Linked DNA regions of Zea mays: region 2 is linked to region 1. The links are chromatin contacts, called in public Hi-C maps. All regions are on one chromosome and are shown on one strand. Each heading gives the region's core, a stretch centred on a gene start, on an enhancer-like site or on the middle of the called end of the contact. The rest is flanking DNA. Distances are from core to core; before and after follow the strand shown.

Region 1 (4,994 bases), core at 1,023-3,522:
GCCACGTGGCGCCCTTTGGTCTGCCCATGCGGTGAGGTCAGGCATCGTTCCCTGCGTGGCTAGGGAACATCGCATGGGTGCGGCGTCTTCATGCTGTAGAAGAGGGTACCCCTGATTTAGGGTACCGACAGTAGTCTTCCACTAGCTTTCCTAATTAGTCAGCCAAGGGCGTCTCATTCTACCCTTGTGGTGGCACGTGTTTCTCAAGTTAAGCTCCATGTTCCAATTAAAGATAATGATATTGACATGAACATAAAAATAACAACATAATTAGAACATGGATATAATGAAATATTAACCCAAAACCATATAATGCAATAGCATAACTACCCAGGTGAATCAGGGATAAACAAGGTAAACAGGATAAACAGACTAGGGTGACCTATTGGGTCCCATCAAAATTAAACCTATGCATTGAATAATGATAATAAAGAATATTATTGGGTAACAAAAGTGGATCAAGGACACAACTTGCCTGGCACTTGAGATTCCAGTTACCAGGGTGATTCTTCAGATCCTCGTGACCGCACTGCTAGTTGTAGCAATACAAACAGACATGGTATAGAAAAAAATTAACATCACACCAAACATAAGAACATACTACATAATAATGATCTACACGTTGCTACGAGATCGTGGGAACGAGAACCACTAAAATCAGAGTTACGGTTAAGGATTTATGATTTTATAAAAGATTTATATGATTAAAATATTAAACTATATCATAAATTGGTTAATATAAATCATATGAGAGGTTATTCTCTAAATAACTATCTACACTTTAATCCAAATTATAAATTGATCTTAGATCATATTTTAGTATATTACAATGGTAAGTAGATTAACAAGACTAACCAACATAGGTTAAATAAAGACCTAATTATAAAAGAATGAGACATGGTATAATAAGTGTTGTTATTGCATAGTAAATATTTATACGAGACTAACGCAACTTGAACGGATCAAATCGGAGTTAAAACGGATGAGTTATGAATTTCTAAGGATTTTATGTGTTTGATATAAGATTAAATAGGATATTAATTTTAATGTAACTTTCATGTCAAAACAGTGGCACTAATAGATAAACAATAATTTTATAAAATTATAGAAACTGAAATGGGTCAATTTGAACTTAATATGAATTTTCTAGGGATTAAACAAGTTATTGGAATTAATTTTGTATTATAAATCTTTTTCTAGATGTATTTCTCTGTTTTATAATTTATCTGGACTGCGCACCAAAATCAGAGAAGTATAGGGGCTATACTATAAAACTTCAGCAGACTCAGGCTACCACCGAGATGGACGGCGGGTTTATTCTGTAATTCATCAGGAGTTCTTATGTAAAACTACGTAGCCGAAGGGGTATCGTTGCGTCACAGCCATCAGATCTAACATTGCGGCCCAGATTAGATCCACTTCATAACGAACCGCTACGACCTAATGTCCATCGGATCAAAACTCAACTGTCAGATTTTAATGGATCCAGATCTAATATCCGTTTGATCTCAGTCAATGGCTCAGATCAATCCTCCCAACGGGTATGCCAGGGATCTGATCACCGTCGCACACCCCACATCCCACGGCTCACACGGCTTCAAATCGCAGCCATCCACCAGAAAATCGACAGCCCACCGCTTTCTCTCCCATCTCACTGCCGCACGCGGCGGCGCCGCCCCGCACCACGGCGGACGTTCACCGGCGCCCAGTTAATCCGCACTCCCCCTGACAATTACTTGACCCGAAATGGTCCTACCCCTAGAGGCGACCCAGGCGAATGCATAGGCGACAATCATACCTCGGATTATGGTGACGGACGCGCGGTTCATGGCGCAAGGCGGAGAAACGTGCCCCCGCGGGATCTCTTGTCGCCGACGAGCAATCCAGAGGGCCAACACCACCGCCTGCGCCCGATGAGGTCCCCAGCAACCCCAAGCGCGCCCCGGCGAAGGCCTCGGATCCAAAATCGTGTGCCTGACTCTGGTGGTCCGGGATTCCCCCAACGGCGGAGGTTATCCTCCCCGGATGTGGCGATAGCGCCAAGCGCGTTCCTCGGTTTTGGTGATGTAGGGACTTTTGGCTCGGATGATGGAGGTGAGGTACGTCTGGTGGGAGCATTTTTCTTATACCCCAAGGGTCGAGCTCGTCCCGAAGCTGGTCAACGGATCCTGGCGAGATCGCACCAGACCGCGCTTCTTCAGCGAGCTTGTTGATGAAGCTGAGCAGATGGGCCCACCTGTCGGTGAAAGGGTAACGGTTCCTATGCGCGCGCGGCATGAGCACAGTTCCGGCAAGTGGGTCCCGCGAGCCAGTGAGACGGTGAGAGCAGCGCGGGCGAGTGGGCCAAAATGGTCACATCCAGCCAATTAGCCAGTTTCCTTTTCTGTTTTTTTTTATTTTTTTCTTTTCTTTCCCTTTTAATTCATTTCCAATTTCTAATTCAAATTTGTTGTGAATTTTAATCTCGTGATCAAATGTTCAATCAAAAAATGATAGCATGGATGCAATTATTTTAAATATATTCCCTTATTAATATATTTAGTCAAATGTTGCAAAATTGAATCATATAACATTTCTTATAGTATTTTTTTGGATGTGTGATACACTTGTGAGTTAATTTCAACTTAGGGTCAAAATTTACCATCAAGATATCTAGCATGATGCAACTTTATTTAACTATTTATTTATTGTTTTATTTATTCAAATAAATGTTCTTTAATATACATTGCACCCTTTGGAGGTTTTTATTTTAAGAACTAATCTTTATTATGATTTATTTTAACTATCATTATCTTATTATGAGCATTTACCTTTAAAAGGGTGAGTTATAAAGTCTAATTATTTATTAAGGGTACTTTGCTCAGATTTCTTCTACCAAATTTTGGGCTTTACAATTGGGTCCTAGGGAGCCTCGTTCTAGGCCTTCCCCATGGACCCATGGTGCCTTCACAGCTGCCTCTCAGAGTCGTGATGCAGGAAGCTAGAATCCTTCATGTCTTTTGATGTCTTTGTTGCCGAGACTACAGCTTGTTCTAGGTGAAGTCGTTGATAGTAGCCCTCGGGGACCTTGACGCCTTTGAAGGCGTTAAACCCCGGTCTTCATGTCTCAGCGAGGGGAGCCTTTGTACTCCACACCGTCCAGACGAAGCCCCTACGATCCTGGAGTCATCATCTTCCACTCGCCACCATCCGCGAACGACGCAATCTTCGCTCCTACATGAGTGGTGCATGACTCCTGCATTCGCAGATAGAGTTAGACGCGTGGTTCTCGGGGGTGATCGAGGTCTAGTTTGGCTTTCGTCCCAACAAAATCGATGAAAAACTGTACTAATATTTGGTATAATTGCAATGGTAATCACTTTTTCTTCAAACAGTAGACACTCCCTTTCTTTAAAAAAAAGACGTGACACAGTTCGACAAAACCGGATCTCCGTAAAACGTGGTCTGGCGAGCTCAACCAATCAACAATTCAGCCAGGCTTGCTAGAAGACCTAGCCAGGTTAAATTCTGGCCACGCTATTCTATTAAACAGGCACTATCTGTCCAGCTCGATCGATTCTTATATCAGGTCGTTGGATAGCGTGCTCCCTACGAGTGCAGACTGTTTAAAACGGCGCTACTCTCCCCATCAAGCAAATCTCATACACTCAGATTCAGAACAGAGCGCACACAGCACAGATCTGGTGTGCGCTCTTCTTCATTTTTTGCTCCGTGGTTGCGAGATGCGAACTGAGAATCAGAAGGCGAGTTCCTCTGCCTGTTCTTCTTTCTAGCGCACTCGCAAAAGGGAAACGATGGCACTTGCCCCAGCGTTCAAAAAAGTTACCACAGACAGCAGCACAAGTTTACCACCGTTCCGGCTGCTTTGGTGGCTACTAGGCATAGCCAAAGTAGACCACCGTGAAGTGGTGGTTTCCAAGGCAAAGAATGAAGCAACCACTGCGCTGCAGGCAAACAACAGTCACAGGAGTCGCCAAAGCCCCATCGCCCCTTCCCGGCCGGTCGTCCAAAAGCCAAAAAAACGACGTTTCAGAGATGCGGCCACCCCCCTCCCTCACTGGCGCCGGCATGAAAAGACGTTCGCGCCAACATGCGGCGGGGCGGCAGTCACACAAGGCGAATAAGACAGGCAGTAAACGCAGAGGCTCCCCGAGACAGATCCTTCTCCCCACAAATCCCGAGGCGGCCAACATGGCTTGCCTGCGGGCTGTGGCCGCGCGTGGCTAGCCTGTACTAGCCGCTAGCTGTGTGGCACAGCGACGGTACGTGACCGCGCCCGCTGGCTGGTGGTCCGCTGGTGTCTGCCGCCGCGGCCGGGTCAGGAGTGACCAGGGCTCCGTCACGCAACGCAACGAAATGCACGCAGGTGGCCTGGCCTCGCCTCGCGCGAGCGCGCTTTTCCGCCACCGGGCCGCCAAAGTCCGTGCCCGCGCGTCGCTCCCGGCGTCTGTGCATGCGCTGGTATCGCCTTTTTCTTTCTCCTCCTCGATGTGGAGAGCCCGTGCCGATGCCGCGCGCCGCGTGTGTGCGCGCCAGGCTTGGGAGATGCCCGGCCCCGCGCGCGGACGGCGGCGTGCGTGCGTGGAGCCGAGAGGGGGGCGGTGCGAGCGAATCCGAGGACGGGCGGGACACGGGCGTCTGTTCAAGTGCTGTGTGTGTTGTGCTGCGCGCCTGCGCCTACGTTTCAGGAGCAGGACGGAGCTCGGCATGGGGGCGGAAAAGGGCTGTCGATCGTTGCGATGGTGGAGCTGGCCGGCCGCCGGGTGGGCAAAAGGGAAAAGGGCAAAGGCAGCAGGGCCGCTCCCGTCCCCGTGGTCGGCGTGGTCAGGGGACGGAGACACCTCCACTCCACACCTGACCTCCCCCTGTGCGCGGCGCCGCGCGCGCATGCATGCATGTGAGCCCTGCCATCCATGCCTGCCGCGCGCCGCACAGCGTGTGCCCAGTGCGCCTGCTTCCCTGCGTACGGGAACGTACTCCTATGCTGTCGTGTG
Region 2 (4,549 bases), core at 1,457-3,956, 220 kb before region 1:
TGTTTGAATAGACCCTTGTTTTCATTGCTACATGCAAAGCTGCAGACTTTCTATGTGCACCTGTCAGATCCTGTACAATTCGTGCTAAGGCGGGTTCCAGCCCAGGGCACTACCAACCCCTGACACACGGACGCTACCGACCACCACGGTTCCAGTGCGGGTCGGTTGGACCGTCTGGTCGGTGGTGCTGCCATCCACCTTAACAAGTTGGTACCTGTGTTGGGACCGAACCGGTCGGTACTCGGTAACGTCCGCCTTTAGTAACATGGTGTGTTCTGATTGATATATGCCTGCGTCAAGTCAGCTAGCTATTTTTTAACCATTTGAATTGAAAAAAACTTGAAATTTAATCTATAATTAGATTGTATTTATGATTTTTTGTTTTAATGTTTAAGTTATGTAGTTTCATGTATCTATTATTATTATGCTTGAGCCATGTAATTTTAAATTGTTGTCTCAAATTATGTTATTTCATTTACTTAATTATGTAAACAAATGTATTTGAACTAGAGTAAATCACAATGTTTCATTTCAACTAAAAAACTATAGAAGAAAAGTTGATGTGGCGATGAGGTGGATGTAGATTGATGGTAAAGGATGTTGCCATAGAGTGGTAGATAAGGGCGAACAATGGTCGGTATAGATTGGTCGATAGCTGATGTGCCGATAGATAACCCAGAAGGGCTGGAACCAACCCAAGACTCTAGTGCTTCAATATGAACAAGTCACATGCAGCAGTGCACAATGTTAACCACAGGCGTCTAGGGCTGGACAAAATACTCGTGGCTCGTCAGCTCGCTCGGCTCGTGGTCGGCTCGGCTCATTTCAATTTTGTCACTAGTTGAGCTAGCATCTCAGCTCGATTTGTTAACGAGCTAGCTCGTTAGCTCGAATGAGCTAGCATTTGTCAGCAAAACAAGCCTCCACTTGTGTTGGCTTGATTTCTAGCCCTAGTTCTTCCATGATCACAAGTGTCAAATCACTTCGATGTACTTTGCATGGACTCCTCATTTGTGCTAATTAGTTTTTGTTGCATTAACAAAATGCCACCAAAATTGCTCTACAAAGTTGTCTAGACTTCTTACACAGAACCCACCTGCCCCTTAGAATCCCCATCACACCCAAGCTTGAAAAATCTAGTTCCATGGCACATAAATACAACAAAAACCTAGAAAGGTGCTCAGACATTATTGTAAAGTCCATTAGTTTAAGCAATTAGTATATCTTTGTTTTGCCTTAATCAATTCAGCCATTCTTCAAAGATTAGGTGTTATTTTGGCAGCCTTTTCTATTGGAGTTTTGTCTTAAATAATTATGTCACTAACAAGCACTAGTTAATACAAATTGTGGCAGGTCATTTCCTTAACACTCTTGAAGAAGAAAATTTATCGATAATACAAGGTGCTGGTGCATCACATCTTGAAGCATCATTTTTTGTAAACAATTGAGACAGTAATATAGATGACATGGATACATGATCAGCATATAAAACAAAGAATCACTGCAAGTATGTAAACAAATGACAAAAAATCCCAATCACAATGATTGGTCCCAATCATAGACATGTCCATCTAAATAACTGGCAGAACAAGCTAACAAGAAGTTTACAAAATGGTGGAATGAAGAAAAGAAAAATGGAGTGAAGACTCTTCACTCCTCAGAAATTCAGTGCAGTAGAACAAGACGAATAGCCAAACTTATGGGCTAAGTGTAAGAGTGCAAAAATCAATTTCATAAGCATCAGTTCTAATTTGAGGTGACCATGTTCGATAAACCTGTTTTTGACATAAATACCTATTTATAGCAGGGTCCAAGACGATTAAATTTTAGAAAACAATAAGTGTACAAAATATAGCTATATATTGCATTGTGTGCATTTTACGGTTTTGACTACTAAATTAACTGAACTGGGCAGGAAGTCTGCATGCAAACAAGAGAAAGGAAAAATGGCCGATCTGCTCCTCCCAGGCTAAATGATCAACGTGAGTCAAAACAAAGAAACCTACTAACCTTCAGAAAGTCTTATTCAGTCCACGCCACCTGCTGCACTGCTGCGTACTCGAAACCAAGCTCCAGGCAGTATAAAAAAACGTTTGTGCAATAGAAGAATATCCTATCATCGTCATCCTACAACTCTAGTCAACAATAGGATGCCTGCATGCTGATTCGCGTGTTCCAGTATCGGATCCTGAAATGAAAATGCACCAAACCCTACAAATGGTAATCAACAGCAGCACGCAACGCAATTCGGCAGCGAGATCCAAAGCGAGAGCCCAATCTTAACGGTGACAACGAGGATACGCACGCTAGCAGCAGCCGAACCGAGACGCAAATCAGATCTACTACCAGCTGCCGCGGCAGCGGCGGGGAGAGAAGAGAGGCGAGACGAGCTGGAGCGAGCTGAAACGAAACGTACCGTTCCTGGCCGGCGGTGTCCCAAATCTGGGCCTTGACGACCTTGCCGTCGACCTGGAGAGAGCGGGTGGCGAACTCGACGCCGATGGTGGACTTGGACTCGAGGCTGAACTCGTTGCGCGTGAAGCGTGAGAGCAAGTTGGACTTGCCGACGCCGGAGTCGCCGATCAGGACCACCTTGAAGAGGTAATCGTAATCGTCCTCGGCCCGGTAGCCTGCCGCCATTGCTACGCGCCCCTCCGGGGCCCTCTGCCCTTGTCGTGGCGATCTGGTTTTGGGGCGAGAGAGAGCAGTGGGGGGGGGGGGGGGGGGGGGGGGGGGGGGGGGGGGAAGGAAGAGGAGGGGAAAACAGGAAAGGAAGGGGGACACGGCCGCACGGGAACGACAGCAAGCGCGGCGGGTGGGGGATTTTGGTTAGTTTGGTTTCCGTTTTCACCGCGTGGGCCGCGGCACTGTGGCAATGATAGCAGTAACCGAGCCGACGCGACGGCTTAAAAAAATGGAAAACGCGTTCTTGCTCTAGCTGGAAAAAAATCAGGTAGCTCTCAGCTGCAGACGGGTTTAGTGAACAGGAAAATGAAAGATATCCAATCCCCTGCTATTTAAATAGTAAGAGGATTCTTTCCCATAGATTTTCTTTACATCTCGTTTGAATCCTTAGAATTGCATTCTATTTTAATAATAATAATTTAGGCATATATCAATTAAGCTAATTTGATTTTATACAAAATATATTTATATACTATTATTAGCAAGATGCCAGATATATTTATGTAATACATTTTTACTATAGAAATGTGAATCAAAGAGCGTCATATAAGTTGCAGAGTAGAAACAAATTCTACTGTACATAAAATCATTTCTCATCCTCTACCTCATGAATTTGATATAGGCTTATATACGAACTTTAGAAAGTGGTGGAATGTCAAATTCCAAGCTAAGTAGGTTACTTTATTAAGTAAATTCCAATTTCTCCAAAATGAATGGATCCAAACGCCCTGTTATTTCTTTCTTTGTCCATTAAATCAGCTCTAAAAGTGACTAAACTAAACTGATATAGTATATGAGCTCCTTCTATATACATTGTGTACATTTAAAACTTTAATAAAGACTTTAGTGGGGCTCTATGGACTCCACAATGGTAGGGGAGGCTCATGCCATGCCCGCCCCACCGTTGTCTCCGTCTCTGTTGCCCCCACTCTTGTGTTTGAGAGTTGTGGCGAAATCCCTCCATGAATGAGGCAATTTAGCAATAATGCCACAAACTTATCGAATAGGTTGATCTTTAGCTGATCAAGCTCGTTTGTCATGCATTGTATCTCATGAAACTGCTCGACTACAGATTTTCAATCAGTCATCTTGTAGTCATGATACTGCTCCATGATGTACAGTCGCTCCAACATTTGTGTTGTCATATTCGGCTTCTATAACGTTCTATAACTCTTTAGCGTTTGTATAATGTTGGGGATCTTCTTCTCCGCCGAAGGTCCTCAAGGCAACATCTTCGGCAAAGTGATACAGAGGTCCTCTTTTCATCTATTGAAGGTTCTTAAGACGAAGTCCTTGCGTAGAAGCAATATTGCCAAATGCCAAAGCTACCATCAGCTTCGGTTCAAGTCAAGCAGAAGAAGAAAAGACCAGATAGACCTTAGTATTTTAGGATGTCTGTAGATAAATGTTAAGGGTCATGAATGTAATTTTACCGGGCAGCGTCTCGTGCCTATAAATAGGTGAACAGTAATACCGTACTGTTCACGCTAGATGGTAATCACTCTCTCGCGTCTTCACCTTCGAGCAAGCTGAAGGTATCAATGTAATATTAATACTATTAATATTCATACATGTTTTATGAAATGCAAATATGTATGAATTAATGATATGCAGTTACTGTCTTCATCCTTTTGCATTCACATTTACATATTAAATAATGAAGGTATGTCCTTCTTGACCTTCGTCAGATGAGCATTATACTCATATGGAAATAATGTTTCGGAAGACGAAGGTCCATAATAATTAACAATTGTGTTGCCTTGTTCTTGATCTACAACATTTGAGAACAAGTGACCAACATTGGCGCCCAACTCCGGTGAACTCACTCCCACGACTGCGACAAATGGCTTCGCAAGGCAACCAA

What was found. A called contact is a pair of places that touch in the nucleus more often than the background predicts.
Region 2: a Hi-C map of ear shows a contact between it and region 1, with 3 times the contacts expected there. The contact joins the promoter of LOC100283582 here to the enhancer-like site in region 1. A contact is called at or near these places in 3 of 25 Hi-C or Micro-C datasets (ear, endosperm and tassel).

Annotation. Positions count from the first base shown.
Region 1 is chr9:81,742,284-81,747,277 of Zm-B73-REFERENCE-NAM-5.0, reverse strand. No RefSeq gene overlaps it. Among protein-coding and RNA genes, the nearest start is that of LOC100216929, 84 kb to the right of the region's middle. Within about 2 kb of position 2,272, at least 19 of the 20 cell types and tissues checked have an H3K27ac peak or open chromatin away from gene starts, as enhancers often do. A contact at or near this core is called in ear and tassel, where this site is marked.
Region 2 is chr9:81,961,368-81,965,916 of Zm-B73-REFERENCE-NAM-5.0, reverse strand. LOC100283582 reads right to left here and starts at 2,706. Exons shown (of 2, transcript NM_001369294.1): 1 at 2,417-2,706. The coding sequence starts at 2,640.